Regions from separate parts of the Mus musculus genome. Here region 1 is linked to region 2. A link is a contact called in public Hi-C data. All regions are on one chromosome and are shown on one strand. Each heading gives the region's core, a stretch centred on a gene start, on an enhancer-like site or on the middle of the called end of the contact. The rest is flanking DNA. Distances are from core to core; before and after follow the strand shown. Region 1 holds the start of Taf1b (TATA-box binding protein associated factor, RNA polymerase I, B). Region 2 holds the start of Kidins220 (kinase D-interacting substrate 220).

The links. A called contact is a pair of places that touch in the nucleus more often than the background predicts.
Region 1: a Hi-C map of erythroblasts shows a contact between it and region 2, with 2.9 times the contacts expected there. The contact joins the promoter of Taf1b here to the promoter of Kidins220 in region 2. A contact is called at or near these places in 7 of 39 promoter capture datasets (the 3T3-L1 cell line, cranial neural crest, embryonic stem cells and 4 more), 1 of 484 Hi-C or Micro-C datasets (erythroblasts) and 2 of 115 datasets of contacts at active chromatin or transcription factors (cardiomyocytes and large pre-B cells).

The regions. Positions count from the first base shown.
Region 1 is chr12:24,496,830-24,500,477 of GRCm38.p6, forward strand. Taf1b (TATA-box binding protein associated factor, RNA polymerase I, B) reads left to right here and starts at 1,752. Exons shown (of 15, transcript NM_020614.2): 1 at 1,752-1,820; 2 at 3,607-3,648. The coding sequence starts at 1,803.
Region 2 is chr12:24,973,177-24,976,571 of GRCm38.p6, forward strand. It overlaps Kidins220 (kinase D-interacting substrate 220), which reads left to right and starts at 1,756. Exons shown (of 32, transcript NM_001081378.1): 1 at 1,756-1,886. It overlaps Gm36236 (a long non-coding RNA gene), which reads right to left and starts at 2,421. Exons shown (of 2, transcript XR_381341.3): 1 at 2,183-2,421; 2 at 1-1,937.

The DNA.
Region 1 (3,648 bases), core at 502-3,001, 480 kb before region 2:
AAAAGTAGCTTCCTTTGAAACATTCAAATGTAGGCAGACAGTGGTGGCACAAGCCTGTAATCATTTGGGAGGCAGAAGCAGGCAGATCTCTGAGTTCAGCCTGGTCTACAGGTTGAGTTCCAGTACAGCCCAGACTACACGGAGCAACCCTGTTTGGAAAGAAAATTTAAATGTACTGGCTTAGGGTTTTTCATAAAACAGATTCTCAAACAAAAAATGTGTATCTGCATTAAAGATCCTTCTTCAGTGAGACCTTTCCAGACCACCCCTCTCACTGCATTTAACATGTCTTCCTTATTCTTCCCTATTTCATTTTTATTTTATGTGTGTAAATGTTTTGCCTGCATGTATGTGTACACCATGTCTGTGCCTGGTACCCACGTCAGTAGATAATGGCACCTGATCCCCAGGAACTAGAGTACAGATAGTTGTGAGCTGCCATGTGGGTGCTGGGAATCAAACTGAAATCTTACAAGAGATGCCAGTGCTCTCTTAGCTGCTGAACCATCTCTCCAAACCCATGATTTTCTTATTTTTGTCTCTTCCTACCATAGTATTGATATTAAAGTCAATTAGCCTCACTTTATTTAGTACCTCTGTAAACTACTAAACTCCTAGCACGTAGTAGTCCCAAGGTGGGAGGAGGCAAAATAGGTTTAGCTTTCTAAATTATGACCCTTTATTTTTAGTACCTTCATTAATTTGCAAATTGCAGAGACCCCCTCTCCTCTGGGCTTGGAGATCCTTTCCCTCTAACATCTATAATATCAAGAGTTTCCTTTGTTCTCCAGAGTGCTGCAGGATCCTTGACATATCCCAGCCTACCCTGCTGGGGACCTTATCATCTGAAATCCATCTCAGCTCTTCTCTACTGCCCCTGGAAAGAATTTTTAGTATCTAAAACAAATGTCAGGCTCTGGTGGCACAGGCCTTTAATCCCAGCACTCAGGAGGCAAAGGCAAACACATGTCTCTGACTTCAAGGCCAGCCTGATCTACAAAGTGAGTTCCAACACAGACAGGACTACTCAGACAAACCCTGTCTGGAAACAAATAAGCAAAAACAATTAAATAAACAGATATAAATGTTCACAAAGGTGGAGACTTATTTTGTTCACAGGAAAATCTAAAACAACTTTAGTTTATGGAATGAAGCAGGGGATTAGTGTGTTCAACGAGGGAACAAGAGATAAATGTATTAAGAATTTATTAAACGAGACATAATTATATTCATAGGCAAACATATATTTTTTACACAGGAGGAGGTGAAGGTACAAGAAAGAAATAGAGTTATGACTAGAAATCTTGGTCTGGGGATGTTCAGTGGTGTGGAGTTCTTGGCGAGCATGCACTAGGAGGGTTTGGTTCCTAGGATCTGGGAAGTTAAAAAAAATTTCAAATAGACAACCAGTTCTAGTTCAACAACCTGTGTTCAAACACTGAGAACACATTTTGTAAAACCCAGAAGCCGGAAGTCATGGCACACGCCTTTAATCCCAGCTCTCAGGAAGCAGAGGCAGGTGGGGTTCAAGGCCAGTGTAGTCTCCTGAGCTGAGTTCCGGGAAAGCCAGAGCCACAAAAACAAAACCACAGAAAATCCTCGTAGGTCTGAGCTCTGTCACTGGGGCCTGGTCCTGGTCCTGTACTGCCTGCCAGAAACCTGGGTCTTGAGTCCCACAAGGGCAGCACAGAAGACTCCTGGAACGCAAAGGCAGAGGCTGTGTTTCCGACCGGAGCGCTCTCCCCGTCTCTCCCGGAAGCGGCGCTTGCTGTTTGGGTAACGGTGTCTGCAGCGGAGCCTCGATGGATGTGGAGGAGGTGGTAAGGACCTAGAGGAACGCGTGCAGCTCCCACTCGCGTTCCCTAACTCAATGGGCCAGGGATAGCCAGGAGGAGGAGGAGCAGCGCCCAGGGCAGGCGTCGGCTCGGGGCGGTGACCCGCATAGGGGGCGGAGCGAAGGGGCGGTGGCCACTTGGGCCCCGGAACCTGGCTGCTTGTCCGCTCTGGGAGGTTGCGGGTGGGATTGGGTGGAGTGTTTGTTCAGAGGGGCCGTGGGCCAGAAAGAGGATGAAACTGTGGGCTTGTGGGTTGGCCACCCCCGTGGCTCCTTGGAGGAGACCACCCAGCAAAGCTCCCTTTGATGCTGGTTGCGCGTGAGGAAGAGCAGGACCTGGAACTTGGGTTGCCTCCAAGTAATCCCTGTCAGCCTGTCTAGGGTACGGACACCAGACTCTTGCCGAGGACGTTCTAATGTGCTTGCTATCTTAGGGTTTCTATTGCAGCGATGAAACACCATGACCAAAAAAGCAAGCTGGGGAGAAAAGGGCTAACACTTCTATATGATTGTTCATCATCTAAAGAACAGGGCAGGAACTTGGAGGCAGGAACTGATGCAGAGGCCATGGAGGGGTGCTGCTTACTGGCTTACTCCTCATGATTTGGTCAGCTTACCAGGTTCTGTAAAACCTAGAGCTACCAGCCCAGAGGTGACACCACCCACAATGGGATGGACCCTCCCTCATCAATCACTGATTAAGAAAGTGCCTTACTGGCCTACCTGCCACCTGATGGTATGGAGGTATTTTTCTTAATTGAGCTTCCCTCATCTCAGATATCTTCAGTTTGTGTCAAGCTGACACAAAACTATCCAGCACACGTGCCCACACCTCACTGTAAGAGTGGTTAGGAAGCTGCTGCACTTTGCATGCACTGTGAACATGATGGGTGTATTCAGTAGCTGACCCATAAGTCAAACACCAAAGAATTAGGAACCAGTTCTCTGTGTGTGCACTGACAGAATAATGATAGAGGGACTCAAGGTAGACAGTAGATACTATCTGTATCCATGACAAATGTAATAATGTCTATATAATACATTGATAAACCTAAAATTATAATCCATATAGACCATAAGTGGACCATATGCTCCTTTTGCTTCCAGTAGAACCCCTAAGCACCCAGTTAAACGTTTGGTACTCATACAGTTGATACCCTTTATATGGTTGGATGAATAAATCAAAACTCGACACATCTGCCTCAGTGCCCCAAAGAAAAAGTCAACAGTGTTTTCAATCTTTGTTTGCTTTGATCATCCATACGGTGGGTCATCCTTTTCTCCCTCAGCTCTCCCAGAGAGTTTACCTATATCTTTGTTTCCAATCTAGCCCTGTCCACCTTTCTTTCTTTGTTCTCACTCTGTATATTTCAGTAGTTTTATGGAATAGTTACTGCATTTCATGCTACTAAAGAGACGAGACTCAGGCTGGCAAGATGACTCAGCCAGTAAGAGCACTGACTGCTCTTCCAAAGGTCTTGAGTTCAATTCCCAGTAACCACATTGTGGCTCACAACCATCCCTAATGAGATCTGACGCCCTCTTCTGGTGCATCTGAAGACAGCAACAGTGTACTTATTTATAATAATAAACAAATCTTAAAAAAAAGAGAGAGAGACTAAATTCTCCTTATTTATAGATACTGTCTGTGTATTTTTAGTTTGATTGTTTTTTAATTTGGGGGGATGAAATTGCCAGGAACACTGGAAGTAGAGTTCAGAACCATGGTGCAGTGTGTTGGCCCGACAATAACAGATTTCTATCTTCCACAGAAAGCGTTCAGAGACCGCTGTTCTCAGTGTGCTGCTGTCTCC
Region 2 (3,395 bases), core at 506-3,005:
AGACCAAAGGCAATCAGTGGGATGTGCTTGCCCCTCATTCTGGTTTCCCCGCTGGAGGCAGAGAGCTCTGTGTAGGAAAGCATGAGCCTGGTCCTGTCTAAAGCCAGCTTCCTGGCTTGTGGAAGTCATCCCATTAATCTACTTGTCCCTCTGCACAAGTTAAAGGTACATGAAGGAGGGTCTGGGAGACTTGCATGAGAAATGAGTTGGAAGGCTAGGGCCAGGAACCTTCAGCCAATCTTTCTCAAATGTGAGCTGAGCCCCTGGGGGTAGCCCCCAAGGGCACAGGAACTACATTTCTGCAGCTATTTCTCTTCAGTGAGATCTTTTCAGTGACCTCTCTCACCCCTTGATAACATTCTCCCTCCCCTTCCCTCCCTTCTCTCCTTCCTTCCTCTTCTTCATCTTCTTCTTCTTCCTCCTCCTCTTGAGACAGGGTTTCACTATGCAGCCAGCCTCTAACTCACAGAGATTCCCCCTGCCTCTGCTTCTGAGTGCTGAGGGCAAAGGTGTGTACCACGAAGCCCAGTGTGTCTATTAGCAGAAAATACTGGCCAGTTTGCCCTGGCAGGGTTTGAAGGGGAAGGCAGGCAGAACAGGGCAAGGTCTGTGAGGGCACGCCTTCCAAGAGCCTCACTCCCAGGTGCTGTGGGGAACGGGCTCCACGGATGGGGGGGGCAGTACTGAAGAGTTTAACTGAGAAGTGCTTAGTGTCCTGACAGATAAGAAGAGTTCTGGGTAGGGAGAGGAGTTGAGAGAGTCGGCAGCCCATGGGGGAGTAAAAGGTTTAAAATAGATCTGAGTGATTAACACAGGAACTGCTTAGACAGTATGGGGTGATATGTGAGATAACTTTCCACTTCCTGTGGGGGTCCCACTCACTTCCGGAGATGGATCAGGAGGGAGCCTATAATATCGGCCATATTGGGGATGAGACTGACCGTGGGCAGAACTCTGGAACTCTGAATTAATTAAGGTAGGTGGAACCTGGGAAGGAGTACCATGCCTGGAAGAAGACTAGGAAATGGGTGTCAGGAGGCCCTTTGAAGGGAATATTGCCAGGATGGGGTTGCTGATGGTGGTCAGGGATCAGTTAATAGCATTTGGTGATACTTCTGCAGAGGTGGGAAGAGCAAAGTCTGGAAGGGCCTTGGGGGGTTGGGGCGGGGGGTCCTCAGCTGGAAGGAGGCAGTATGGACGTCTGCGGAGGCAGTGCATTCTTCCGATGATGGAGAAGGCAGATTTCGGACTTCTGGACCCTGGAAGGAGGAACTAAGCGACTTTCATTTGCAAAGTGGGCAATGGCTTCCAAAGTTGTAATTGTTGTTTATTTCTCTGAATTATTGCTTATAATGCCAGGTACGGGTTATAAATTAACTTTCAAAAGCGCGAATGACAGGGAAAAATATTGCCTGGGGCACCTGTGAAAAATACACTAATTTAGCTGGGTCAGCTGGGAGGTGGAGGCAGGAGGATCGGGAGCGTAAAGGTCATTCTTGGCTACATAGCAAGTTTGAAGCCTGCTTGGGCGACTTTGACTCTGTATCAAAACCAACCCAACCCAACCCAACCTAACCCAACCCAAACCATCTGAAGCCAAACCAGGCAAAGAAGCAATGTTTCCATTCCTTTAAAATAGAGGGAAGGGCGTCCAAGCCACTTCAGCACCTGCAACTCCTCCCACACTGCCCCCTCCAGGAGGCGTGGCCACAAGGAGCACCGCCCACCACACGACCACGTGACCTGTCAGTTCCTGACTCCTAGGAAGATGGCCGCCGGGCGTGGTGCGGGCATAGCTGTGTGCTCTTGGCGTCTTGTCCTCTGACAAGGTCTGCGGCGCTGTTCTGCAGAGCTGAGGGCGCCGTCTTCGGCCAGGCCGTGACACGGTCAGTGCGGAGGCGGAGAGGTCGGGTGAGGCAGAGCGACAGTGTCCGAGGCTGGGGGAGGGGGGAGGGGAAAGGGAGACGAGTCTGTCGGTGGCACCGGAGAGGGGGAGGGGGCCGGGATCGGAGGCTGGGTGCGGGGCGTCCGGGCGTCGGGCGAGGTCGGTGCAGCCAAGCGCGGAAGGCAGGCGCTCCGGTGCGGCGTTCTCCCGTGGGCACTGACTCCAGGCCCAGGCCGCTTTCCTTGTTGTCACACCCATCACTTAGTGAGTCCCGCAGCCGGTGCCCCTGAGCCTTACCTTCTTGGTTGCTTTGCTTTCCAGGGAGGAGAAGTTGTTTTCTTCTGTGCTAAATTGCCGAACCCACTGCCCCCATTGTCCTGTGCAGGCTTTTAAACGCCTTGCAAGATGCCCGCAAGCCCCCGAATAGAACGCGTCCATGTTTGCTTTGTGGGGATTTGTATACATTTTTTTTCCCTAGGTTGTCTTCACGTTTAAACCATTTTAGACCATTTTCTCATTAATAACTGTTTGTGGAGCTCTCTGCCCCCTAGAGGTGCTTGCTAAAAATGCACCGGTTTTGCTTTTCAGAGCTTCCCATTTCTTGGTGTGGGGTGTGGCTGAGGAAAAACCTCTTGGAGGTGATTCTGATGGGTTAGTCCCCCGCTCTCTTTTTGACGCTACGAAAAAACAAAGCGTCTACAGTAAAAGGAAAAGACACATAATCTATTTTTAAGGGCAGTTGGGTGTCTGGTTCAGAGCCAAGACTGGAAATGCTGTGGCAAGGTGCGTTCTTTGTTCTCAAGCTTTACAACGACAGTCAGTCAACTTGATCAGACCGACTTGGGGGTCCTTGTTAAAAATTTGTTTCTGAGCTTCACCACAGGCCTGCAAAAATGGGACTATTTGGGTCAGGAGACAAATAATTGCACACCAGTTTGAGAATCCTTTTAAACACTCTGAGAATGGTTTCCAGATTTATCTTTGGCATCTCGTTTCCATAAATTCTTTTCTCTTTTTCATTTTTTTCTACCTTCCCTCCTTCCCTCCCTCCCTCCCTCCCTCCCTCCCTCCTTTTTCTCCTCCTCCTTCATCCCCCTCTTCTCCTTTTTTTCCTCTCCCTCCCTGGTCTTCTTAATATGTAGCCCTGGTCTGCTTGGAACTGATAGAGATCAGCCTGCTTCTGCCTCCCAGGCCCCTGTGCCACTACATCATTCTCTAGTTATCAGCTCTTTAAGGGTATCCCCACAGCCCCAATCAATTCTAAGGTGGCTGGTTGGAAGGGGCACACATATGTAACGAAATGCCTGCTGCCTTCTTTCCTAGACTTTCCCATTTCCTCCCACCTCTCCTCTTTTCTTTCCCTTCCATCCCTGCACGCATGGGTGCTCTTTCTCTGGTGTTCATGACAACAACACTAACATTGTTTTTCTTTCCCAGTCACATGGTCGTTTATTATTTTCCTTATCTCTGGATATTTTGTTCTGTCCAAAATTCAAACTTTGGGAATTCT